Regions from separate parts of the Sus scrofa genome. Here region 1 is linked to region 2. Evidence: chromatin contacts called from public HiChIP or PLAC-seq data. All regions are on one chromosome and are shown on one strand. Each heading gives the region's core, a stretch centred on a gene start, on an enhancer-like site or on the middle of the called end of the contact. The rest is flanking DNA. Distances are from core to core; before and after follow the strand shown.

What was found. HiChIP or PLAC-seq counts read pairs in DNA pulled down with a chosen protein or histone mark.
Region 1: a contact with region 2 is called in an H3K27ac HiChIP or PLAC-seq map of alveolar macrophages. The contact joins the promoter of SLC25A17 here to the promoter of TOB2 in region 2. A contact is called at or near these places in 1 of 5 promoter capture datasets (liver) and 1 of 2 datasets of contacts at active chromatin or transcription factors (alveolar macrophages).

What each region holds. Positions count from the first base shown.
Region 1 is chr5:7,618,785-7,624,614 of Sscrofa11.1, reverse strand. SLC25A17 (peroxisomal membrane protein PMP34) reads right to left here and starts at 1,977. Exons shown (of 9, transcript XM_003126004.4): 1 at 1,782-1,977. The coding sequence starts at 1,835.
Region 2 is chr5:7,081,437-7,087,724 of Sscrofa11.1, reverse strand. It overlaps TOB2 (protein Tob2), which reads right to left and starts at 1,328. Exons shown (of 2, transcript XM_021091455.1): 1 at 1-1,328. LOC110260629 (a long non-coding RNA gene) reads left to right here. Exons shown (of 7, transcript XR_002343880.1): 7 at 1,796-3,024.

The DNA of each region.
Region 1 (5,830 bases), core at 728-3,227, 540 kb before region 2:
TTTCAGCCCTCATTTGATTCATCAGCAGCATCAGACCCAGCTGATCTATACCCTTCTTCACGTGATTTTCAGAATACCATACTCTCTCAGTCTTCCTCCTACCCTACTGGCCCCTCCTTAGTTCCCTTTGTGGGTGCTATCTTATTTCCCCAGCCTCCTAATGTTGGTGTGCTCCAAGGCTAGTCTTTGAGACTTTTCTCTCAGTCCACACTCACTTCTTTGGTGAGCTCATCTTGTCTCATGACTGCTCACAGGCATTTTGAACTCAACTAGTCAAAAAGCAAACTCCTCATCCTCCCCCTGCCCCAAACTGCTCCTCCTTTAGTCTTCACCATCTCAGTAAATGGGAATATCGTCCGTCCAGCTGCTGAAGCCAAAACTCTAACTTTCATTCTGTTACACCCCAAATCCAACCTACTATCAAACCCTGGTGGTTCAATCTCAGCAACCTATTACAGGTTTAACGATCATTTCTCACCACCTCCACTGCTACCATCCTGGTTCCCTGACAGCGTCTCTGTTTTCACCCTTGCTCCCTGACAGTCTACTTTCAACAGAGCAGCCAGAATGATGTAAACCAGCAAGCTGCTGCATGCTCAAAAACGCAACAGTTGGCTAGCTGTCTGTATTTCACACTCAGAGTGAAAAGTCTCACACCACTTGGTCCCCTGAAACCCACTTGCATCTTTGTTGTCTCCATTCCAGACACAGAGGTCTCCACGCCCATCCTAGAGCAGGTCAAGCAAGCCTCCACTGCAGAGCAAGACTTTACACTGGCTGGAAAGCTCTTCTAGTCTAATTGAATGAACCAAGACTTCCAAATCAGACACTTCCATGAACTACTGTGTCACCTAAATCACGTTAACAACTCTGTGAAGTAGGTGTCAATACCCCCCCTTTACAGATTCGGAAAGTGACATTTAAAGACCACCTATCCAACACATGATGGAGTTGCGGTTCAATTCCCATTATTATGCACAGAATCCTGAGCTCACAGTGCAGTTTGGGGGGACTAGGAGAGGACTCAGTAATGTTCTTCTGAAGTCCCAATGAGTCCAGGTGCACGTCGACAGCTAGAGAGGGATGTAAGGAAAGGCAGTCAGAGAAACAGGATAAGAACCAGGAGGGGAAATTACCCAAACCCAGAGTGTAAAGTTCCTAGGAAAAGGGAGTGGTGTCAAATGGAAGCGAGACATACAGAAGCCCAAGAACCAAGCATATTCCTCAGAGTAAACCACACCTGGGTAGAGGGGAACTTTGATCTTGATTTAATTAAAACAAAACAAAACAAAAAGAGGTATTTTTCTTCTGCCAAGAACAAGAGGTACCCCGACTAGGTTCTACCACTTGCCTGCAGCAAGATGTGTAATTAAGCATGTGATTAAGCAACACAGCTTTACACCAAGGCTCGCCTCTGGCCCAGTGAGACAAAGTCTGTGTGTGGAGTGGGGGAGGGAGAGGGGGAATGACTGCCCTTTATATTTCCGAAGTCAAAGAAAACTGCAATTACTTTCTCCCCGAGGGTGTGTGGGACCACCGCTGCCTACATCCCAGATATTCTCTAACTGGCCAGAGCGGTAGCCAGAGGCGGAGGGTAAGTGTCGGCCTTCACCCCAAATGCTTCTAGCAACACTTCACCTAAGCCCCATTCCTCTTCGCCCCAGTCAGGCCAAGAGACTCCACACGAACTCCTTCTCATCCCCATCCCCCAGTCACATCCCGGTCCGGCCCCAGAGAAGCCCCACACCCGCAATGGCCCGGACGTGAAGACCCCGCCTCACCACGGCTCCTGCCACGGCGTGGACCAGGTTTTCGTAGGACAGCACGGAAGCCATAGGTGCGGTTCCCGCAGACCTGGTCACAGTTCTCCAGCAGGAGCCACAGCCAGTCGAGAGAGGAAAGAAGCACTGGAGCCCCGAGAGGTAGCGTCAGAAACTCCACCCTCTCAAGCCCGCCTCCTCCAAAACAACTCCTTCCGGGTCACAGGGCGCCCAGTCTCCCGGCCAGAGGCTGGAGGGAAGGGAAGGCGGGCCTGAGGACGCCCCTTGGTTCTGATTGGCCCCCGAGGCTTGCGCCGGGCGGGGCAGTGCGTGCTGGCCCCACCACCCCTGTGGTTCCCTGGAGTTCCCAGGGCTTGGCCAGTCGTGCTTCACGTCAACTCCAACACAGGGGGCGACAGAAAACCTACGCAGCCTCCTTTTTCTCCACTTCTGTCCGTAAGACAAGCTGGAGACAAGAAAGATGGGGGATTCATTTTCCTGTTTTCTTCTCACTAGTGTTTTTAGTCACATTTTGGTCAAGCGGAAGTAAGTATTGCTTGGGCAGGTCTACCTCCTGGTAGGAAGAGAACTTGAGCTTCAGGGAATCAGATAATCATAAAGAGATGGGAACAAACTAGTTAGCAGCTAGGAAGATCATTTAACCTTTTGGTTTCCTTTGTGAAATGATAATTAAAATCGACTCTACCTGCTGTGAGGATTACAAATTATGTAGATATACTTTATAAAATGCAGAAGAAAAAACTTCTTTTGTGTTGAAAAGTGAAAAACCAAACTACACAGAACTAGAAAACCACACGCTACCACCCCTCACCGACATCATAGCATAATACACCATGCTTTAGAACTTCAACCTTACTTCTTCACTTGGGCACCATAGTTCAGCGTCTCTGCCAGCTTCAGGACCGGTTAGTTTACTTTTATAATCCTTGCTGATAATCCTCGAGTACTTACTACAGCCAGCCTCAATGTTTTCTGCCCTTTACATTTACTCCCAGCAGAGGGCCCTAAAGATGTTCACCTGCTTGTGTTTTCACAAAATTTGCAGAAAATATTTTAACCACCACTGGTTAGGATCCCTTTCCCTTTAAACTCCCTTTCATTTAGGGTGGTGACCACAGCTAAGTCAAAGACGAGCTGGGGACACGTATTTAGAAGTGCTTATTTGTATGTACTAATTTAAGTTGCCGCTAGATGTCCTGTTGTAGGAATCATTTCTACCACCCTCTAGAGTCATGACAGGAAGGCGCAGTGAAAGTCAAATGAAGATAGGATTCTGGCACTAGAACATAGAAGCTTGTCTGCTGAAAATTTGAGAACTCAGTTCTCATGAACTCCTAATTAAATTGAAAGCTCTCTCAAGAACAAACCGGATTATGTAGCATGCAGATTTATAAATATACTGTCTTTATGATGGTAATTGAACACGATTAATATTTTTTCTTTACTATCGCACCTGTGGTATGTGGACATTCCCAGGCCAGGGGTCTAATAGGAGCTGCAGCTGTGGCCTAGGCCACAGTCACCTCAACACTGGAGCCGAGCCACTTCTGCTACCTACTCCACAGCTTGTGGCAACAATGGATCCTTAACCCACAGAGGGAGGCTAGGGAGCCAACCCAGATCCTCTCGGAGGCTATGTTGGGTTTCTAACACTGAAAAACACTGAGCTGAGCCACAGTGGGAACTCCCACAGTGTAATTTCTCATAATTCTATTTGTAGGGTATGACCTAGAGCAGACAGCATGTTCATCTGTGTGAAATCTTTTGCATCCCAGCTATCAAAAAATATCTCAATCAAGACAGAATTACCTTTCTACTCTACAAGTCATATAAACAGTGCAAGCACTTATGTACATACATTATCTATTAAACAGAACTACCTCTACAGAGCTATTTTATTTTTTTTTTTTTTAATTTTCCCACTGTACAGCAAGGGGGTCAGGTTATCCTTACATGTATACATTACAATTATATTTTTCCCCCACCCTTTCTTCTGTTGCAACATGAGTATCTAGACAAAGTTCTCAATGCTATTCAGCAGGATCTCCTTGTAAATCTATTCTAAGTTGTGTCTGATAAGCCCAAGCTCCCGATCCCTCCCACTCCCTCCCCCTCCCATCAGGCAGCCACAAGTCTCTTCTCCAAGTCTATATGATTTTCTTTTCTAAGGAGATGTTCATTTGTGCTGGATATTAGATTCCAGTTATAAGTGAAATCATATGGTATTTGTCTTTGTCTTTCTGGCTCACTTCACTCAGTATGAGATTCTCTGGTTCCATCCATGTTGCTGCAAATGGCATTATGTCATTCTTTTTTATGGCTGAGTAGTATTCCATTGTGTACATATACCACATCTTCCGAATCCAATCATCTGTCGATGGACATTTGGGTTGTTTCCATGTCCTGGCTATTGTGAATAGTGCTGCAATGAACATGCGGGTGCATGTGTCTCTTTTAAGTAGAGTTTTGTCCGGATAGATGCCCAAGAGTGGGATTGCGGGGTCATATGGAAGTTCTATGTATAGATTTCTAAGGTATCTCCAAACTGTTCTCCATAGTGGCTGTACCAGTTTACATTCCCACCAACAGTGCAGGAGGGTTCCCTTTTCTCCACAGCCCCTCCAGCACTTGTTATTTGTGGATTTATTAATGATGGCCATTCGGACTGGTGTGAGGTGATATCTCATGGTAGTTTTGATTTGCATTTCTTACAGAGCTATTTTCAATTTCTAAAAATCGTAACTTTTTTGCTTGCTCTTAAAATTCACTTTCACATCTCAGTATTCCTATTTACTATTTTTTTCTCAGAGACCTTCCTGAATCACATCAGCATGAAGTTCCACACTGCAAAAACAGTACTTATAAATTTTTTTTTTTAATTTTATGGCTGCACCTGGGGCACATGGAAATTCCCAAGCCAAGGACTGAATCTGACGCGGCAGCAACGCCGAATCCTTTACCCCACTGCACCTGGGCTAGGGATTGAACCTGCACTTCCTCAGCTATCCAAGCCACTGCATTCGGATTCTTAAGCCATTGTGCCACTGCAGGAACTTCAAAAAATTTACTGTCATTTTGTTCACATCTACACTGTCACTACAAAATAAAAGTAACTTAGCCAGAACCTTACATTTCATGTACATAGTTTCTACACTGGCATATTTATGGTCAAGTTACACTACAACCTGCAAGTATCCCAGTGATCTGAGTGAGCCACTAAAACATCCTGATTATATACCATGTACTAAGATTTTCATAGCACTTCTGTGTGTGTTCATACTAGTTCTATTTACAACCCCCCTCACTCTGGTTCTGCTTAATACTTAACAATCGTTTCAAAATGTTTGCTGAACTAGTGCAAACGGTGGTGCCTTTTGCTGCCACCAACACCACAGTAATGCCAGATCCTTAAACCACTGAGGCCAGGGATTGAACCCTCATCCTCATGGATGCTAGTTGGATTTGTACTGCTGAGCCACAGTAGGAACTGCTAAATTTGAGCTTTTATAAGTTTAATAGCTTCATTAATTTTACATCTACTTTAGGGAATCTCACCCTACCCCCCCAACTATATGCATTCCATTTAAAGTTACACTTTATTCGCTGTAAATAGTGATACACACTGAATTTTAAAAATTACTACACCATAATTTTTATTTTTTTGTCTCTTGGCCATTTCTAGGGCTGCTTCTGTGGCATATGGAAGTTCCCAGGCTAGGGGTTGAATCAGAGCTGTGGCCACTGGCCTACACCAGAGCCACAGCAACACTGGATCCAAGCTGCATGTGCAACCTACACCACAGCTCACAGCAACGCCAGATCCTTAACGCACTGAGCAAGGCCAGGGATGGAACCTGCAACCTCATGGTTCCTAGTCAGATTCGTTAACCACTGAGCCTTAACGGGAACTCCTACACCATAATTTTTGTTATTTTATTTTTTGCTTTTTAGGGCCGCATCTGCAGCATGTGGAAGCTCCCAGGCTAGGGGTCGAATCAGAGCTACAGCTGCCGGCCTATGCCACATCCACGGCAATGCTGGATCCCTGA
Region 2 (6,288 bases), core at 79-2,578:
TCGGGTCTCCGCGGTGGCGGGGCGGTGTGCCGGCCGCGGGGCGGCTTCTCCCTCCAGGGTGGTCCTGAGCGCGGGGCGGAGGTCACTCTCCCTTCTCTCCCGGGCGCCGCCCGGCCGGGGGCCAAGGTGTCTTTTTCTTCGTTGAGGGTTGGGGGACGATTGAGGGGGCTTATGGGTTATGATTCTCAATAATTCTTTCTGCTTTTTGGAGGTCGGGCTCGGCGGCTAGGGACGGAGGGCGGGCGGGCCGGCCGGCGGCGACGAACCGCGGATGGCGGACTCGAGGGTGGTTCGTGTCGCGGGGCGGAGTACGGTCTGGGCTGTGGCCGGCGAATTGGTCTTGCCCTTCTGGCCTCGCGTTTCCCAAGCCACTCGCTCCCCCCCACCAAGAACCCGCTCCTTCCCGCGCCCCGGCCCGAAGTGAGCAAAGTCAATGAAAAGTTTCACCCTTAGCAACCCTGCGCACGGATCCGCCTTCCCCACCCCTGCGTGATGCGTCCCTCCGCCCTGCAGGGGCGGGGCCGGGCGCTGGGCCGGGACTACTTCCCAGCCAGCAGGCAGCTTAACCCCTGGAGGCGCGCGGCTCCCTGCTCCGCGTGGAACCCGGGGGCCCTTGGCCACCGCCCTAGTCCTACGCGTGGGTGGCCGGTCACCCTCCTCACTCAGATCCTGGCTCAAATATCAGCAAGGCTGCCTCTGACCGCCCTGTGTAACGCGGGCCGCCTCCCCTTCCCATCACGACGCCGGCATCGTAGTTATTTTCTTCATGCCCAAACTGCTCAAATTGTCCTCATCGTGTAAAGTGTTTCCCTATGCAGACAGCAAGCTTGCGAGGGTAGGGTCCCGGTTTGGGACCCAGCTGCTCACTTTAGGTGTGCTGGATGAATGGGTGTCCAAAAGAAGGGGACGTCCCCGCTGTGTCTTCAGCCCTGCACCTGCCCTGGCGCCGAGGGTTCGTATGCTTTCCCGAACCATCGCGCAGGCCACCTCGGCGAATCCCTTCAGCTCGGCGCATCTGACAGTCCGACTTTTCCCGCAGCACTCGCACCACACCAGTAAAATCTCTTCGCGGGTGGGGAGCTCAGGGGACTACTGGAGTTCTGGACAGATTTTGGACCTTTATCAACTCCAGTTGTCCCGAATCTTCCAAGAGCCTCGTGCCTCATTTGGGGACGACGCCTAACGTCGAGGGGAGTGCGAGGGAGAAACCGGGGCTTGGGCACGCAAAACGGGAGTAAGAAGGGGCGAGGAGGATGGGGGCGCAGGAAAAAGAGCCAAGCGATACATTAACCTTCCACTCGCGGCCTCTGGCGCGGGTTAACCTCACCGCAGGGACCCGGCCAGCGCTCTCTGCGCAGACGCGCGAGCGCGTCCTCCGCCTGCTGCAGGCGGAGCTCCGGCGTCAGAGGACGCCCCTTTTGGTTCTTCCCAGTCGTCGAACCCCCCCCAAAAAAGGGGTTACTGGAGCCTCATCCTTCAGCAACAGCCTTCGCCGGCATCCTAGGGCGCCTGTTTATGCCAGATGCCCCAGGCTTGCGCACCAGACGGTCCCTTGATTCAGACTCGCACTTACATCCCTTGCCCCTGCTATGGCCAAGGGGGTCACTCGGCTACTTTGTCACTGTGAGGGGCGCGGAGTTGGGGGTGGGGAGGCCTGTGCCGAGTGAGGTCACAGGCACGGTAGACTGCCAGGTGAAGCCCAGGGCCACTGGGAGCTTTCGCCTTAAGTCTTATTCCCATCCCTTCTTTAATCGCCCATTCCCTAACTCTCTCTCACACTTTATTCTCATTCTAGATGGTTCCGGCCCAACGGCAGTCGCCGAACCCACGTGGGGTGGCGAGATCCAAAAGTTTCCAGACACGGTTTGCAGTTTTTTTTTCCTTGATCACTTTTTTTGGCAAGGACAGGCGGCAATGGTAGCGTAGGGGTTTAATGCGCTTCTCCTGACTGCAGCGGAGAAACGCTGGACTGGAGGGCAAACTCCAAGGGGACAAGAAGGGGGAGGGAGCCTGGGCCGGAGCGTCCCCATCCCCCACACCCCGAGCGCTTTATCCCCTGGGGCACCTCCAGGGACTACTTGCTTGTGCGTCAGCAAGTGGCAGAGCGTCACTTACACGCCCCCACCGCCTTGCCCGACTCCATCCCTCCCCTTTTTTTCCTCCTCCCCCACCTCCCTCTCCTCCCTTCCCCTCTCCTCTCCTCGCGAGTCGCAACCCAGCGAGATCTGGCTCGCCGCTCCCTGGTGCTGAAGCGCTAAAAATATAACCAGTATGTTAGCAACAGCCTTCCCATTGGTCGGAAACAGGGAGCGGCGACATCTGATTGGATGTTCGATCCAACCTTTTAGGACTGGGAGGCGGGGGCGTGGAGCCATGGAGGTCTTGGGGGGGAGTGCGTTTGCGCATTGGGGCGCTGCAAGGGATACTGGTATTTGTAGTTATTTACTAGAGGCAGCCTTAGAAGTAGGTGGGTTTGAATCCCAATTCTGCCACCAACCGGGTTATCTTGATTGAAAGGCACAAATTCTCTTTATACCGTCAGACCTGTCCTCTCGTCCTTAAAATGGAGATCGAGATCCTGTGGGGATTAGATATGATACTGTATGTAAAGCTTGGCTCAAATAGTTGCTGTTCTTAATTTAAAGGTCACCGTTCTGGCCAGCTTGCATCCTTCCCGTACTGTGCTCTTCAGTGTGTATACCCCAAAAGGAAACCTTACAAGACAGCATGAGAAAGTTGAGGGTGTATCACACGGGAAGGAGGGATGGAGTCCATATAAGCAGATAAAAGTGTAGAGTCTCCTTCCATCAAGTGCAGGCTGAGGGAAGGCAGACTGAATCCCTGGAAGGAAGGCGTTGAATTTTTGCCCGTTCCTGCATTTATCTCCCCTGCAGTGCTGGAAACACACCAACGTTGAGCAAAGAAACCCAAACTGAGAAATCCAGCCTTTTTGGCAAAGAAGAGCTCTGGGTAAAGGGTTAGTATATAAGTAGGAAAAAAATAAAGTAGAGGGGAAGAAGACAATCACCATTCTTAATTGCTGCTGTCTCCATTTACCATGTGGTAAGAAGGACATTTTTCTCTCCCCCGTCGTATGAGTTCATCTTGCCAGGGCTTAATTGTGAGCTGAATTCCTACTCAGGCATTCCCGGGTCCTCTCCCACTTTGAATAATCATACGTTGAAAAGCACACACCTTGTTTTCAAAACGGTGAGCTTCAAAAGGAAGCATGTGCATGGAGAGGGTGGAGGCAACTCCCCTGTCTGAGAGTAAGCAAGTTATGCCAGATGTTTTGTTGTGACAAGTCAGGCTGGTCATAATTAGCCCCAATTAACTCTCAGGGGGGTGAGTCACTCCTTCATACACACATAGTGTGAGAGATTTTGTAGTTTCTTTTCAGTTATCCGAGAAAATACTCAGTTTGATTCTTCAGATCCACTGCTCCAACTGGGCAGGAGCAAAGACAGCCACAACAGAAATTGGCTTTGGAGAAAAGTGATTGGAGGGATGCTGAGGGCAAATAATTTGCTATTTATTGACCTGATATGGGTGAACTCTTATAAAAGAGACAAGTGAACAAACCTGTCTTTAGCTAAAGCACTGAAACTACAGTGTGCAAAGAAAGCATTGGTTTAGCCTTGATGGTGGCAGACAGGCCACTTGTTGATAAGGAATTGATTAACTGGGAAAAGATGGGAACTGGAGTCTTTTTCTTTTTTTTTTAGGCAGGAAAATTCCAACCAAGGCAAAGAATCTTTCACCTTTATGTCCTTTGTTCAAACTGTTAAAAAGTTACAGGTCAGAATATAGTGACATAGAATCTCTTGGAAATTTACTCATTTCAACTTGACTTCCTGGGAAGTTAATTTTCCTAATTTAGAAGCTGCTGAATGGCAGGCCAAGGTCCATATCTGGTGGCATATACTGACACTGTCAAAAAATTTTTTTTGGCCACACTCAAGGCATGCAGGGATCAAACCGACACCATAGCTGTAACCAGGGCCACACCGTGACAATGCTGGATCCTTAACCTAGTGAACCACGAGGGAACACCAACACATTAAAATTTAAAGAAGGAATTGACATTTAAAAATTGGGAGATTGTGTGGAGTTCCCATCATGGCGCAGTGGAAACGAATCCAACTAGGAATCATGAGGTTGCGGGGTTTGATCCCTGGCCTCGCTCAGTGGGTTAGGGATCTGGTGATTCATTTCGGTGAGCTGTGGTGTAGGTTGTAGATGTGGCTTGGATCTGGCGTTGCTGTGGCTCTGGTGTAGGCTGGCAGCTATAGCTCCAATTAGACCCCTGGCCTAGGAATCTCCATTTTTAAGGCAGGTGTGGCCCTAAAAAGACAAAAAGATAAAAAATAAAAATTGGAAGATTGTGCAAAAATATCTTAATTTGCCACTTGTCCTAAATTTAAAAGATCTGGTGGAATTCCACTATGGCTCTGCGGTAATGAACCTGACTACTATCCATGAGGATGTGGGTTCAATCCCTGGCCCTGCTCAGTGGGTTAAGGATCAGGTGTTGTGGTGAGCTGTGGTGTAGGTTGCAGACAAGGCTTGGATCTGGAATCTGGTATTCATGGGGCTGTGGTGTAGAGCCAGTGGCTACAGCTCTTTTTGGACCCCTCCCTTGGCCAGGGAACTTCCATATGCTGCAGGTATGGCCCTAAAAAGACCCTCCCCCCTCAAAAAAATCTGCTAACACTGGGCATTCAAGCTGGCAATTATCTGGAGTTGAATAGCAGCTGGTTACCTTTGCATTCTGTTTCCCTGGTCCCTACCACTCTGTATGGTCCCCCAGACGCTGAGGTCGAGGGCCACATACGAATTATCATCATGTTTGGGCTATTCTTACACCTCTCCCTTTTAATCACTTACATTAATTACCCAGACTCTTGAATTTGCAGCCCCCTTTTCTCTTCAGTGTAGTGTGGGTGTGTTTGTTTTTGGCCATGCTTGTGCCAGGCAGAAGTTCCTGGGTTAGGGATTGAACCCATACCATAGCAGCGACCTGGGCCAGTGCAGTGATAGCACCAGATCCTTAACTCACGAAGCCACACGGGAACTCCTATAGTAAGTGTTTTGAGTGGCTGCAGTGGAGGGAGAGGTAAAAGGACTCAATAATTTTTTTTTTTTTTTCTTAGGGTGGCACCTAAGGAAGTTCCCTGGCTAGGGGTTGAATGGGAGCTGCAGTTGCTGGCCTACACCCAACCACAGCAACATGGGATCTGAGCTGAGTATGAGACCTATACTACAGCTTTGGGCAACGCCAGATCCTTAACCCACTGAGTGAGGCCAGGTACAGAACCTGCATCCTCATGGATACTAGTTAGGTTTGTTATAGATGAGCCACAATGGGGACTCAAAGTGATATTTTCCCCAACAGAGAATTTGGTACTGTCATTACTGGGGTTTTCTGGCTGTGCTTTCAGCATGCAGAAGTTCCCAGGTCAAGGACTGAACCCCGCCACAGCAGTGTTCTGAGCCACAGCAGTTATATCACTGGATCCGTAACCTACTGAGTCACCAAGGAACTCTGGTACTATCATTATTCCAATTTTTTTTTTTTTTTTGTCTTTTTAGGGTTGCACCCATGGCATATGGAAGTTTCCAGGCTAAGGATCAGGTCGGAGCTACAGCTGGTGTGACCTGCACCAAGGCCACAGCAATGCAGGATCCTTAACCTACTGAGTGAAGCCAGGGATTGAACACGCATCTTCGTGGATACTAGTTGGGTTTGTTAACTACTAAGCCACAATAGGAACTTCCCATTATTCTAGTTTTTAAAATGAAAAGAGTTTATTCTAAAGTCTAGACCAGACACTAAGGATTTGAACTTGCCATGTATTTTATCTAAGTTATTCTTATTCATTGTATCATTCTCTTGGCCTCTGAAAGTGAAGGAATTGAGAATGGGATTATAAAGTTAGGTGATAGAGGGACAGAGTTGAGTGGAATTCGCTGGGCTGAGGATGAACTTGCCCTGTGGCTGATCAGTGTGGAAATCCTATCGGGTATTAATTTTAAGCTCCTTTACAAGACCCTCTAGAGGTGTACACACGGAGGTCCATGGGGCACAATTAAGGTGGTGCTTTGCTGAAACTAAGTAGTAGCTTTTCAAACATTTGTAGATGCAAGTTGTGGACCAACTGGTTAATAAACAAAAAAACTCCCCCCCCCCATTTTTTAGGGCCGTACTGTAGCATATAGAGGTTCCCAGGCTAGGGGTCTAATCAGAGCTGCAGCTGCTGGCCTACACCACAGCCCCAGCAATGTATA